2 separate regions of the Macaca mulatta genome follow, and region 1 is linked to region 2. The links are chromatin contacts, called in public Hi-C maps. All regions are on one chromosome and are shown on one strand. The core of a region is the stretch at or near the end of the contact, and the rest is flanking DNA. Distances in the headings are between cores, read along the strand shown. Region 1 holds the start of MFAP3L (microfibril associated protein 3 like). Region 2 holds the start of CLCN3 (chloride voltage-gated channel 3).

The links. A called contact is a pair of places that touch in the nucleus more often than the background predicts.
Region 1: a Hi-C map of fetal cortex germinal zone shows a contact between it and region 2, with 3 times the contacts expected there. The contact joins the promoter of MFAP3L here to the promoter of CLCN3 in region 2. A contact is called at or near these places in 2 of 14 Hi-C or Micro-C datasets (fetal cortex germinal zone and fetal cortical plate).

The regions. Positions count from the first base shown.
Region 1 is chr5:178,485,643-178,491,875 of T2T-MMU8v2.0, reverse strand. It overlaps MFAP3L (microfibril associated protein 3 like), which reads left to right and starts at 4,056. Exons shown (of 3, transcript NM_001266355.1): 1 at 4,056-4,087.
Region 2 is chr5:178,087,339-178,093,088 of T2T-MMU8v2.0, reverse strand. CLCN3 (chloride voltage-gated channel 3) reads right to left here and starts at 4,462. Exons shown (of 13, transcript XM_015139499.3): 1 at 3,971-4,462.

The DNA of each region.
Region 1 (6,233 bases), core at 2,807-5,306, 400 kb before region 2:
CTAAGAACGAAGATACAAAGATTGCTGAGACACAGCCCTTGCAATCAGGTTGCCTACACTGTAGCGGAGGAGATGAAAGAAAATCAATCAAGGTTAGGTGTCAAATGAAAACAGGTGAAATACTCAAGAGGAGTTCACCTTGGGAAGATCAGAGGACACCCTGCCTGAACTGGATCTCCAAGGCTTAACAGCTTGTCAGGTGAACAAAGTGGAAAGAGAGACAAAAGATCTAACAGGCATATGGAGGCGTGAATTCATATGGCAGGTAATTTGGACTGGTGAGGATACGGGATATTAGGAGACACAGGCTGGAGACTAATCTGGAAAGGAAGGCAGCAGCCAGTTCATGCTTCAAGTTTGGACCTTATCCTGAAGGCATTATGAATTCACTTCAGGATCTTTAGCAGACATATTGTAATATAATTTGCTTTAAAAAAAGTCTGAGGAGCTATGGAGGATGGACTGGAGGAGACAGAGAGAGGATCCATCTAGGAGTCTGTTGGTCTGTGGTTGATCAGGAAGATGATAAGGACTGAAGTGAGCAAGACAGGCGATGAGGCAAGGAAGGGAGGTGTTCAGAGATTAATAAGGACAGGATAGATAATGCCAGGCGACCAGCTGGATGATGGGGGAAAGGCAGATGGATGAATTGAGGGTAACGCCAAGATTCGTAATGTAAGTGACTGAGAAGAAAGGGGGACCTGCTAACCAAGCTAGGAAATACAAGCAGAAGAGTAATTGCAGGTCATGAGTTCTGTTTGGGTCATACTGCGTTCAGTTTCCTGAGGATCATACCAGTTAAGATATTTGGTAGATCACATATGAAAACCTGAACTCGGGGAGATGTGGAGAGGAAGATGTGATTTAGGATAAAGATGACATCCAAAATATTAACAAACAGGCCTGTCATCCCAGCACTTTGGGAGGCTGAAATGTGCGGATCATTTGAGGTCAGGAGTTCTAGACCAGCCTGGCCAACATGGTGAAACCCTGTCTCTACTAAAAATACAAAACAATTAGCCAGGCATGGTGGTGGGCGCCTGTAGTCCCAGCTACTTGGGAGGCTGAGGCAGGAGAAGTGCTTGAACGAACCTGGGAGGTGGAGGTTTCAGTGAGTCAAGATCGTGTCACTGCACTCCAGCCTGAGCAACAGAGTCAGACTCCATCTCACAAATAATAATTATATATATATATATATATATATATATATACACACACACACACACACACACAAACAATATGGATAAAGGGAAGATGCTGACCAATCTGAACACCTACCTGATCAACCAGAAAGGATTCCAGAAACGAACACCTAGCATGGCCATGTGAGAACATACCAGCTAACACCCCTTTGACAGCGGCAATCATCAGAGAGGATGACAGCCCTCAGGGAGAAGAGACCACAGAACACCTACAATGTGGTGGTGCAAAGGATGAAAACCTGGAGGAGGAGGATGAGAAGAAACAGTCAGAGAGAGAGGTAGGAGAACCAAGAAAGATTAATGTCATGACAGACTCAGCAACAGAAAGCTCCAGATGGATAGAAGTGGCAGTAAAGACTGTTGAAAAGACGTCTTGTCCACCTTTGTAAGGCTAGGCTATTCGTGGTGTGAATGTCAAGGGGCACCTGGGCAAGTTCAAGGGCAGTGCTCAGGGCATACCAGCAACAATGGATTCTCAAAGCACAGGAGGAGGACGAAGGGGACACTCCAGCACAAGCTAGGATTCCATGGTGGAAGCAGCTAAGTAAATGTATTCTTCCAGTGACCTTCCATAGAGATAGTGTCTCTGACCACGCTGAAGCTGAACTGGAGCTGGGCAAGGCAGAGAGGTTCAAATGAAGGGTGACTCCCACTATCATACCAAGCCTCACTGGGCAGCTGTCCTGCTCATCCTCTCCCTCCTTAAGACAGAAGGTGAATTCCATTCGCCTTCCTGCTCTCAATGAAAAGCTCTCTTTGGGTTCTTTACTAATCTCGAAACTGTAAAAGTATTTTCCCTGTGACTTTTCTCCATTTCAGTGCTGTCTTCTCTAAATGAGAATTAAAAGCAAGTTCCCCACACCGACCTCAAGTGGTTTCTAAGATAGCAAGAGTGCATTTTGCAGGTTCTGAGAATTTAAAAGAGACGGGGGAAGGGAGGAAATAGAGTGAATGCAGAAATGCTGGAGAAGAAAACGTGACATAATACTGCGGAATATTTTCATAGTGGGGACACAAATGTAACAATCAATAAAGCAGGTGGAAAGTTTGTGCTCTGGTGCAATTGTAAAGAATGTTTATTAAATACTTAAAAACAAAGAAGATTTACGTTTCTCGAAAGAACAGCTGAAAAATCCCTTGAGCTAAAATGTGTTGCTATTCGAGATGCCATAAAACTGTTAAAATATGACATCTCATTTCAATCTTTTTGGGGGAAAAAAAATCAGGCTTTGACTCACTCGTAAGACAGATCCCACGCACCCACCCACCAACATGGCCCTTGGCTGGGCGACCTGCCCACGTGTCGATGCAATCGTGCCTCTCTAGAGCCCTGCTTCCATCCGTTTCCCGAGCTTCAATGTCGTGACGAGAGACCGCGGCTACATCAACCTTGGGCAACCAGATGCAGCCGCGTGCGGCAGCCTGGCACTGCCCGGAGCATGCTCAGTCGGGTCCTGACCCACTTCTGCAGGTCCGACCTGGGGGCGTGGGGTCAGAGGCATTACTTTGTCAGTTTGCCAGGAACAGAGAGGAGCAGAGAGACTGAGAGTTGCTAAAGCTCCTCTCTTGGCACAGCAATCCCTGACCCGGCGGCGGAACATGCCCAGTCTGGCTGCCGGAGTCGCCAGGAGCATCAATGTGCAAAGTCCACCTTTCCGGGTCTTCGCAGCAACCCACCGGGAAGAAGGCGGAACGGGAGTAAAAGGACCGGAGTGGGGCGTGGCCAAGGGGGCGGGCACTAAAATGCCTGGGGGAGGAGCCTGGTCCCGCCCCAGAAATTGAGTCTCTCTTTTTAAAATTAAAAAAAAAAAAAAAGAAAAAAAAAGACGGAAGGTAAAGAGGGGAGGAAGCCACTTACATTGCAGGATCGTGCAGCAAAACTTCTGTAGGTACTTAATAATTTTAGAGTACTCTACTTTTTAATTAAAAAATCAACTTATGGTTCATCAGAAAAAACGTCGAAATTACAAATAATATTTTTAAAGAAAATGAAAAAAAAATTCCTGGAACCCCACCACTCATAAGTCACCAGGGAACGTCCCGTTGGGTTTTCTTCCAGACTCTTTCATCTGTGGACTTTGCTTTAAGAGACGTTTAAGGCTGACAACGCAGTCGCCCGGGAAGGCCTGAGAAGCTTTTGGATGCAAGGTGGTTTGCTCGTGATCGCATTTGATTGCAAGAAGACAGGGTAGGCTTGGGGGTGGATTGATTGGTTCCCATTTAGTGTCCCAGGATGGGACCTTAAGAAGCCTTTTCCTGGGTGTCCTTGAACACGAGTGCGATAAGACGCCCACAAAAGTTGCGGTGGAAGCCCCGGGAGCGCCCCGCCCCGACGAGGGTCAGTCGCGTCGCCCCGGCGGGAGAGAGAGCGGAGTGAGAGTTCCGCGCTGCCGCGGAGGCCCTGGCCTTGCGGGTGCCGGGCTGAGGGGGCCGCCGAGGCCCGGCCCAGAGGCTGAGCGGACTGAGCGCTGGGCTTCCCGGTAACGACAGCCTACGCTGGCTCCTCCACTGGGCCGGTCCGCTGTTCCGACTGGCTCGCCCTGCACCGCCTGCACCGCCCGCACCGCCCGCCCCGCTGCCCCCGCCCCGCTGCCCCCGCCCGCGGCTGTCGCGAAAACCCGGAGGCTACACCCGCGCCTCCGCGCCGCCCGGAGAGCCGCACTGGGCATGCTCGGCCCCGGCCGGCCCAGGCTCCTGTAGGTGGGAAGCTCCGCGCTCCCTGCAGCCGGCGGCGCAGCCCGCAACGCTGTGAGGCGCCGGCGGAGGCGGCTCGACCGCAGTAGGCGCTACCCGGCGTCCGGCGCAGAGTGCGGCGCAGCGGCCGCTGTCGGGCTGGCCATGGCAAGGGGTGCACGGCGGCCACCTGAGTGGCGCGGCGGTGTCAGGTTAGCTGGGGGCACCCGGAGGGATGGGGCGGAGGGGCACAGGTGGGGGCCAGCCCCGCACCGGGTCGGCGCCGGGGCCGTGGAACTTTCGGGTGTTTGGGCTGACTGAGACTGCGGCGGAGGCTGCGCTGCGAGGCGCCGCATGGTCCCGGCAGCGGGCTCCAGGGGGTCGCAGGATGCTTCGAGATCCGTGCGGGGCGGGGGTTGGCCGTTTGGGGACCGCCGCATCCCGGGTTCGAACCGTAATCTTCCGAGGGCGAGGAGCGCGGAATCCACTGCCAGCTGCCGGCGAGCCTCCTGGATGTCCTGGGGGAAGGGGACGCCGAGCAGCTGTGGGGGCTTTCGCTGGGCTCCGGATCCCTCGCGTCACTGTGCCTCAGTTTCCCCGGACAGGGAGGAGGGTAAGCTGGCCAGGGCTCCGGAGAACGTGAATGCGGGTTCCGCGTCGGGAGGGCGCCGTGTCCTGATGCCGCAGGAGTGCGGGCGGCTGTGGGTGCTGTGAGCCGCCGCCTCGCGACTGAAGCTCTCGGAGTTTGTCGCATTTGACTCCATAACAAGTTGACATCGAATGGCTTCATGGCGTGGAATGGGGAAACGTGCTTCATCGGATTAAAATACAGAGGGATTGCAGAACCGATTTATTTTAAGCTTGATCATTAATCTGTCTTCTCCATCCCTGAAAAAAAAAAAAAACCAAACTTACCTTGCAAGATTTATAAAGCAAGCTAGCAAAAAAAGGTTTGTAGGTGTATTATCTGCTCACGTTGTAGAAGACAGTTAAGATACGATCGAACTGTCATTATTTTTAAGGATACTTAGCAGAAAAGTTTGGTTACTGTGGCAATCTTTATTTTGCGTTATCTTCGATTTAATGTTAAAATCTTGGAAACCGAGCATTGCAGAAGCTCAGTGTTTTTTGTAGTTTTCTCACTTTTGTTTCTAGATGAAACACATTTTTTTTCAGTTGCTACTATGCTGAACATAGTAAAATCCTTCAGGATGAAATACAAGACGGAAAAAAATGTCTTTTCATGAGACCATAAGTTATAAGAGTGTAGTTCTTCTGACATTTTACTTACACAGAAAGTGCAATTTGCAGGTCCCACTGTGGTTTCTACAGTTGTTTCTTCCTGAAGCATTTAGTACCATTAACACTAGGATTATTGTATCTAATAGGGGCAAGATGAACAATCCTGTTCTAGCGGGAACGAGTTCTGCTAACTAAAGCTAAATTCTCAAGCCTCTTTCTATAAGTAGCACTTAGTGGGTTCAGTTATTTTATTCATTAAGCTTATTACAAAACTTCTAGTTTACAATCTTAATAGACCTTAATAGACTTTAGAAATGCATTGACTTTTCATTGAGTTGTGGGTAGGCTTTAAGGTTGGTGCTTGCTTGCAAGCCTGAGATGACTCCAGCTCTAATTCTGGATACTCTCTGGGGTGATTTCCCCCAGTATAGAGTTCACTCTGTCCTGTGATGCTACATAACCAAGGTTTAATAATAGGAAAGGCTTGAAACGTCCAGACAACAACAGCAGTAGCAACAACATGATTACCATTTTTATGAATTAGAACCTGCAGTCCCCCATTTTAGCCAAATAGTCTGGTTGGTGATGTTCACTGCTCCTAAATTTATTTCTAAATACATTTATAGAAAAAGAAGTTTGAAAACCCCAACACAAATATTGAATAACTGTGCTTCTCTTTTCTATAAAAATGCATCAAGTTTAAAATCTTTCATGAAGTACTGCCTGGATGTACACCTTATCCTGTACAGTAGGTCTCGTATCCTCAGGTAACATTCCCCTGTAGAAGTAGCTGGAGTCTCTCCTTAGCCTTGGGTTCTTCCTGACCTGGAGGAAGCAGCAAGTCCTCAGTTTACTTTTTGTGAATGTGAGGTTTAATACAGATCAATAGGCCCCCTTCTCGATCCAGAAATCCTAAGTACAAATCCTAAGTATTTTCTCAGTGTTAAGAGACACGATGAAATTTAATCAAAGGCTTATTTACATACTGCCCTTGGCTTCAAAAAGTCCACATTTCCCTAACCTAAAACTCAAACAACAACCGGAGTTAGGTTGAAAAGGGGTTTTATTACTGCTCCTGAAGAAAAAAATAGACTTTGTAGGCATGTTACCAAAAAA
Region 2 (5,750 bases), core at 3,213-5,712:
GGTCTACTGATTATATTAGCACTGGGCAAGGTTCAATTTAAATCAAGTTCTCAAAGTACCCAAAGTAAAATCAACATACCTAATTTTTGCTATACTGACCTAATTTTAAACTGATTTTATAAGAATACTTTTCTTTCTTCCAATACAGTGATTCATCTTCTGCATTTATGGTAGATATTAGAGATATCTGAAAGGATCTATGATATATTAGGGTCACCGATTTCTATCAGAAAAGTAGGTAAAATTGTGAGTATTATTTCATTTTGGTAATATAAACAATTTAAAAATGTAAAAATTGTGTTTTATGTAGAGATATGTTTGAGCAAATCATTAAACCCACCTACTTCCATGAACCATATGAAGTATCACAATAAAAGACACATAACACAGTAAGACTTATTTTTTAAAAAGAAGGGCAAAAGAGCAGGATTAGATGGAGAAAAGGCTGAAGGTGTTTAATTAGACCTATACGGTTATTAAAACAGAAGGAATTTATTTTAATACAAATTATCAACACATACAAGAAATGACAATAATAAAACTAATTTCTCTCAAAATAATATTACTTGATAGTTTATCCTTACTGTTCATTCAATTACCTGCATGTCCAAATTGTTGTGCCTTTTCTTCAAAAAAGCAATAAATGAATAATTTGCTGAAGGAAATAGCTCTCTGAAGAAAATGTCTTAGACTTACAAAATCTTTTAGTGTCATTCAAAAGTTAAACGCTACTATTTGCAATAGCCAAGATATGGAAACAACCTAAGTGTCCATCAAGGGATGAATGGATAAAGAAAATGTGGTATATATACAGGATGGAATACTATACAGCCTTTAAAAGGAAGAAAATTATGTCATCTTCAAAAACCTGGATTAACCTGGAGGACATTATGCTAAGTGAAATAAACAAGACACACACACAAAAAAACAAATACTGCATGATCTCACATATGTGTAAAACCAAAAAAAAAAGTCAAACTCAGGGAGGCAGAGAGCAGAACAGTGGTCTACAGAGGCGGGGGGGGGGGGGGGGGAATAGGAAAGGAGGCAGGTTAGTCAAAGAATACAAAGTTTCAGTTAGAGGAATAAATTTTAGAGATCTATAGCACAGCACAGTGACTATAATTAATAATAATTTACTATATACCTCAAAATTGCTAAAAGTTAATTTTAAACGTTCTCACCACAAACAAATTGCAAGTAGGTGATACGATGGATATGTTAATTTGCTTGATTTAACCTTTCTACAATATACACATTTATCAAAACATCACAATGAACGTCATAAATATATACAATTACTACTTGTCAATTAAAAATAAATACAGACCAAAAAAAAAAACCCCAAATTCCTCAGGGGCAGCGAGTTCCTCTATGCTAGAAGATTTCAAAAGGACAAAGGAATAAACACACATACAAATATAACGCTCAGATTATAACAAGGAAGAAAGATAAAATAATAAACCAATAAAAAGTTTCTGTGGAAGACAGAAACTTTGAAAACTAAATAGTCTTCATGATTTAAAAGATGGAAACTGTTCAATTATTTCCCACAAGAAATAGCAAGAAATATATATATATATTTTTTGTTTTGTTTTTTGAGATGGAGTCTTGCTCTGTCGCCCAGGCTAGAGTGCAGTGGCCGGATCTCAGCTCACTGCAAGCTCCGCCTCCCGGGTTCACGCCATTCTCCTGCCTCAGCCTCCCGAGTAGCTGGGACTACAGGCGTCCGCCACATCGCCCGGCTAGTTTTTTTTGTATTTTTTAGTAGAGACGGGGTTTCACCGTGTTAGCCAGGATGGTCTCAATCTCCTGACCTCGTGATCCACCCGTCTCGGCCTCCCAAAGTGCTGGGATTACAGGCTTGAGCCACCGCGCCCGGCCAGCAAGAAATATATTTATTTAACTTGGTTCCAATCAAAGTTGCAGATCAAATCTCTGGATTTCAACAACGAAAATGAGGCAGTGGGGTTCAACCTCCATTTTAAACTTCACTAAAGATTTACCTTTAAGAACCAAAATGAATCACAGCTACAATGTCTATGTACAGATGTGAATGTGTATATTTAAAAAATTAAAATGTTTATTAGAGTAGTAAGACTATGAGTATTCCTTTTAAAAACACGGTTTCCCACACACTCTGTAATTTTACATTGCTCCTATAATTGAACCTACGAGCCACGTCTCTCCTTGTTTTTCTCTAGCATTTTGACTATTGTAAACTACAGTATTGTGCAGCAGAGAGCAGGAGCTCTGAAATCATACTCTCAGGCTTCAGTCTCAGTTCTGACAGTTACTGTTGGGCAAGTTAGTTACATTTTCTGTGCCTGTTTCCACGAATGTAAAACGGGATTAGTGAAAGTACCTACTTTGTGGGGTTGGTGTGAAAATTGAGATAACTCACAAAAATTACTTGGAAAAGAGCCTGAAAACATAGAATGCATTCAATAAATATTAACACTTATTATAAAATATTATACATTTTAGATCCCTGCTGACAAGTTTGACTACCAAACTAAGTTGGAAGTGCTTAGCAGTGATAGCGGCCAAACCCCACAGGATACTGCTTTGATATAGGACCCACCACAGAGATCAAATCTGACTTCCCGAGCCGTCTGAAAATTATGACCAACATGTTGTGACCAACATGTCACAACAGGAAATCGAAAGCCTAGCACTAACATGACCTGGAAAATAGCCAACTAACACAAACCCATAACCAACAAATCTGTCCCCCGAAACACATCTATCCAAAAGTAGTTTATTTACATTCTTAATGAGCTATGCATGATTGATAACACATGCTAAAGCACAATTTCCAAGTAAAAATGTAGGTTCTATACACTCATATTGACTTCTTAAAATATTTTGACTCATCATTCAAGCAAAGCAGCGAAGTTTTCGAGGTGCTGAGGGCAGTGAGGGGTGGGAAGGGTATGCAGTCTGTGATGAATTCTGCCAACACTGGCAGTCTGTATTAACCAGAGGCCACATACGCATATTCAAGTTGAGAAAATATCTGTAGGTCACACACATGGTTTTTAAAGCTATATTTTAGAACAAGACACTGAGTAGCAGCAGCACCTTTTAAGATGAAAGTCAACAACATATACACAAGTACTTTAACTCCCATACGTACTCTTGAATTGAACAAATACTATTTTGTAGTGACTCACAAAGGCACCTAGAATTGACCGATAGTTATCTCCATACCGACCTCATAAAAAAAATATTCTAAATTAACTCTTTAAAGATGAAAGTAAAAGCAATTCTGGAAAGATTCAACAATTATACAAGTCACAATGATGCTGCAGTAACTGAACTGCATAGCTCAAAAAGTTTACGTTTGTAGAACTGAACTTCTGAATTACGTATCTATGTAAAAGGTATGGTCACTGTTGATTCAATGCCATGAACAGGAATTTCTTTCCAAAGGAAACAGAAATCTCAGTTTCTAATATGCACAATACGTATGTAATTATCTTCTATGTGCTCCGCAGTTTTAAAATGCCATACAAATAAAGCATACCACATGCAAAGCTAATTTCTGAGATTCTAAGGCAGTTTCTGGTCAAGTTTAAGATCAAACCACAAATATATACACACACAAAATATTTTACATACACATACATCTAAAGATAGAAAAAATGAATATTATTTTTAAATTGGGGAAAATTAGGCGAAAGTTAAACCCACTCCTCTAAGTTTAAAGTTAATCTTCTCCTGGAACCCACTTCCATTCTATTCAGAGGTCCTTCGACGGTTCCTGAAGCAGATGTGTGAAATTTTAAAGAATGTCTGAGGGTATACACCTAATCAGGATGGGTTTGCATCCCAATTCATGATGTACCTTTCAACATTATGTAGGTACATTATAAGAGAAACCAAGATGAGGGCTGTGGCCTCATAGTTGACCCAAAATCTGTGAACAGGAGAGCTGACGAATCTTCGCTCATACAATGCAACTCACCTCGCAGCTCAGAGACATAGCAAAATCGGTGGCTGTTTTTTGCGCTGCCTTTGGATTCTGCATCTGTTTCAAACCTAAAACCTAGCTTCCCTGGGAGCTCCACCGAAGAAAACCTGACACAACGAAAACTATCGCGATTTAAAAGATACCTGACGTTTTCTACTGCAGAGGTTACGGAAATTTTGCCAGATTGGACTTTTATTGTCCTCCTTCAAACACGGGAGCAACATGAAGTTAAATCCTCTCGCTCTGGAGATCCCTAGAGTCAACCTGCTTCTGCCCAAAATTAAAAATAAAAATCTTCAACCTCACTTCCCCTTAAGACTAAAACTGAATCCATGCCCTAACTCGGGAGTAAAGTAGGACGGCTTTCAACCCACCACACCCTTCTTGATCATTATTCCGGGTCGCGGGCGAACTAGAACACTGGGAAAGGGTCTGCAAGTTCCGGACCGGACCGGCCCTGACCCACGGAAGGGGAAGAGAAACGGCAAGAGTCAGAACCCGACAGGTACGTCCCCAGCGTCGACGCGTGACGTCACTACGTTGACGTGAACGGCCGTTCAGCGACGGCCGTCCCAACACCTCCTCCTCCGACCACTCTCTGAGCCGCGTCGGCGCCTATTGGGCGGCGTGGGAATGGTGGGCGGGCCGAGGCTGGGTCTCGAGGAGGAGGAGCCGAGCGAGCTCCCTGGCTCTGAGGGCCGCCGGGGTGTGAAGCTTTTCATTAGCGATTAGCTCACGTCACTCACGCATTCCTGTTTGCCCTGCCGCTGACCTCGCGCGAGGCGGCCAGCTTGTGGGAGACGTTTTCGTGAGGCAACAGGCGCTGACCGTTCCCAGCGTCACGCGGAGTTCGGATCCATTCCAGCGAGAGACCACAGCGTCCGGGAGCAAGCAGCTTGTGAAACTCTGGCAGGCATCAGCCTTGAAAATAAAAAGTATTGATAGCTGTTGACGAGCACAGGTTCCTAAAACTTAGATCGAAGAGAAGTGCCAGCCTTCGGAAATAAACCAGGACCAAAAGTCCCCTGTGCTTATAGGTGACGTGCGGGCCGGGAGTGCGGTGGTGTCACCTCGCTTTGTATGTCATCGCCGGGTGTGTGCCTAACATACATACAAAAAGGATAACTCGAATTTAGCTATCACGCATTTTCAAAATACTGCTTGGAAATTAAATGTTTGAAGAAAAGATGTAATCTGGGGTTTCTACACGGTCTGAATTGGTTTCATTTCCGTTTAGCAACTTTTATTGAGCTCCCAGCGTGGGTCATACAATTCAGTAAACCTGATCCCGTGTTCAAGGAGCTATATTCCGATGCAGGGGCAGGGCGGATGCAGTGGAAGAATGGTGGCCACAGCAGTAGCATGCTAATAGCCTGGTGAGCAGATACAGGTTTTGCATTTCTTTGGTGAGATCACTTTTGAGTGTTACCACTGGGTGGCAGAATTAAGACCCGTGAACGTTTAATATCTCCTGTGTATTTAGTATGTTATGAATATATACTGATTAATGAATATTAAGTGCGTGTTGTATATTTTACGCCTCATCAATATTAAATATGACCTGGTCTCGCCAGACTTTTCTATTTTTACGTATATGTGCTCCACTGACTGTTTTGCAGGCTAGTAACACGTGAGTTTTGTTCTATTTCTTCTAAGGCAGAATTGAATATTCTCAAAGACAGTTCTGGGCTTCAGAGCTGGTATAGTACCCATGGTGGTGATCACAGTGCAGTCAAGCTTCTTAGGACCTCTTTCATTACTCTTATCAAGGTAG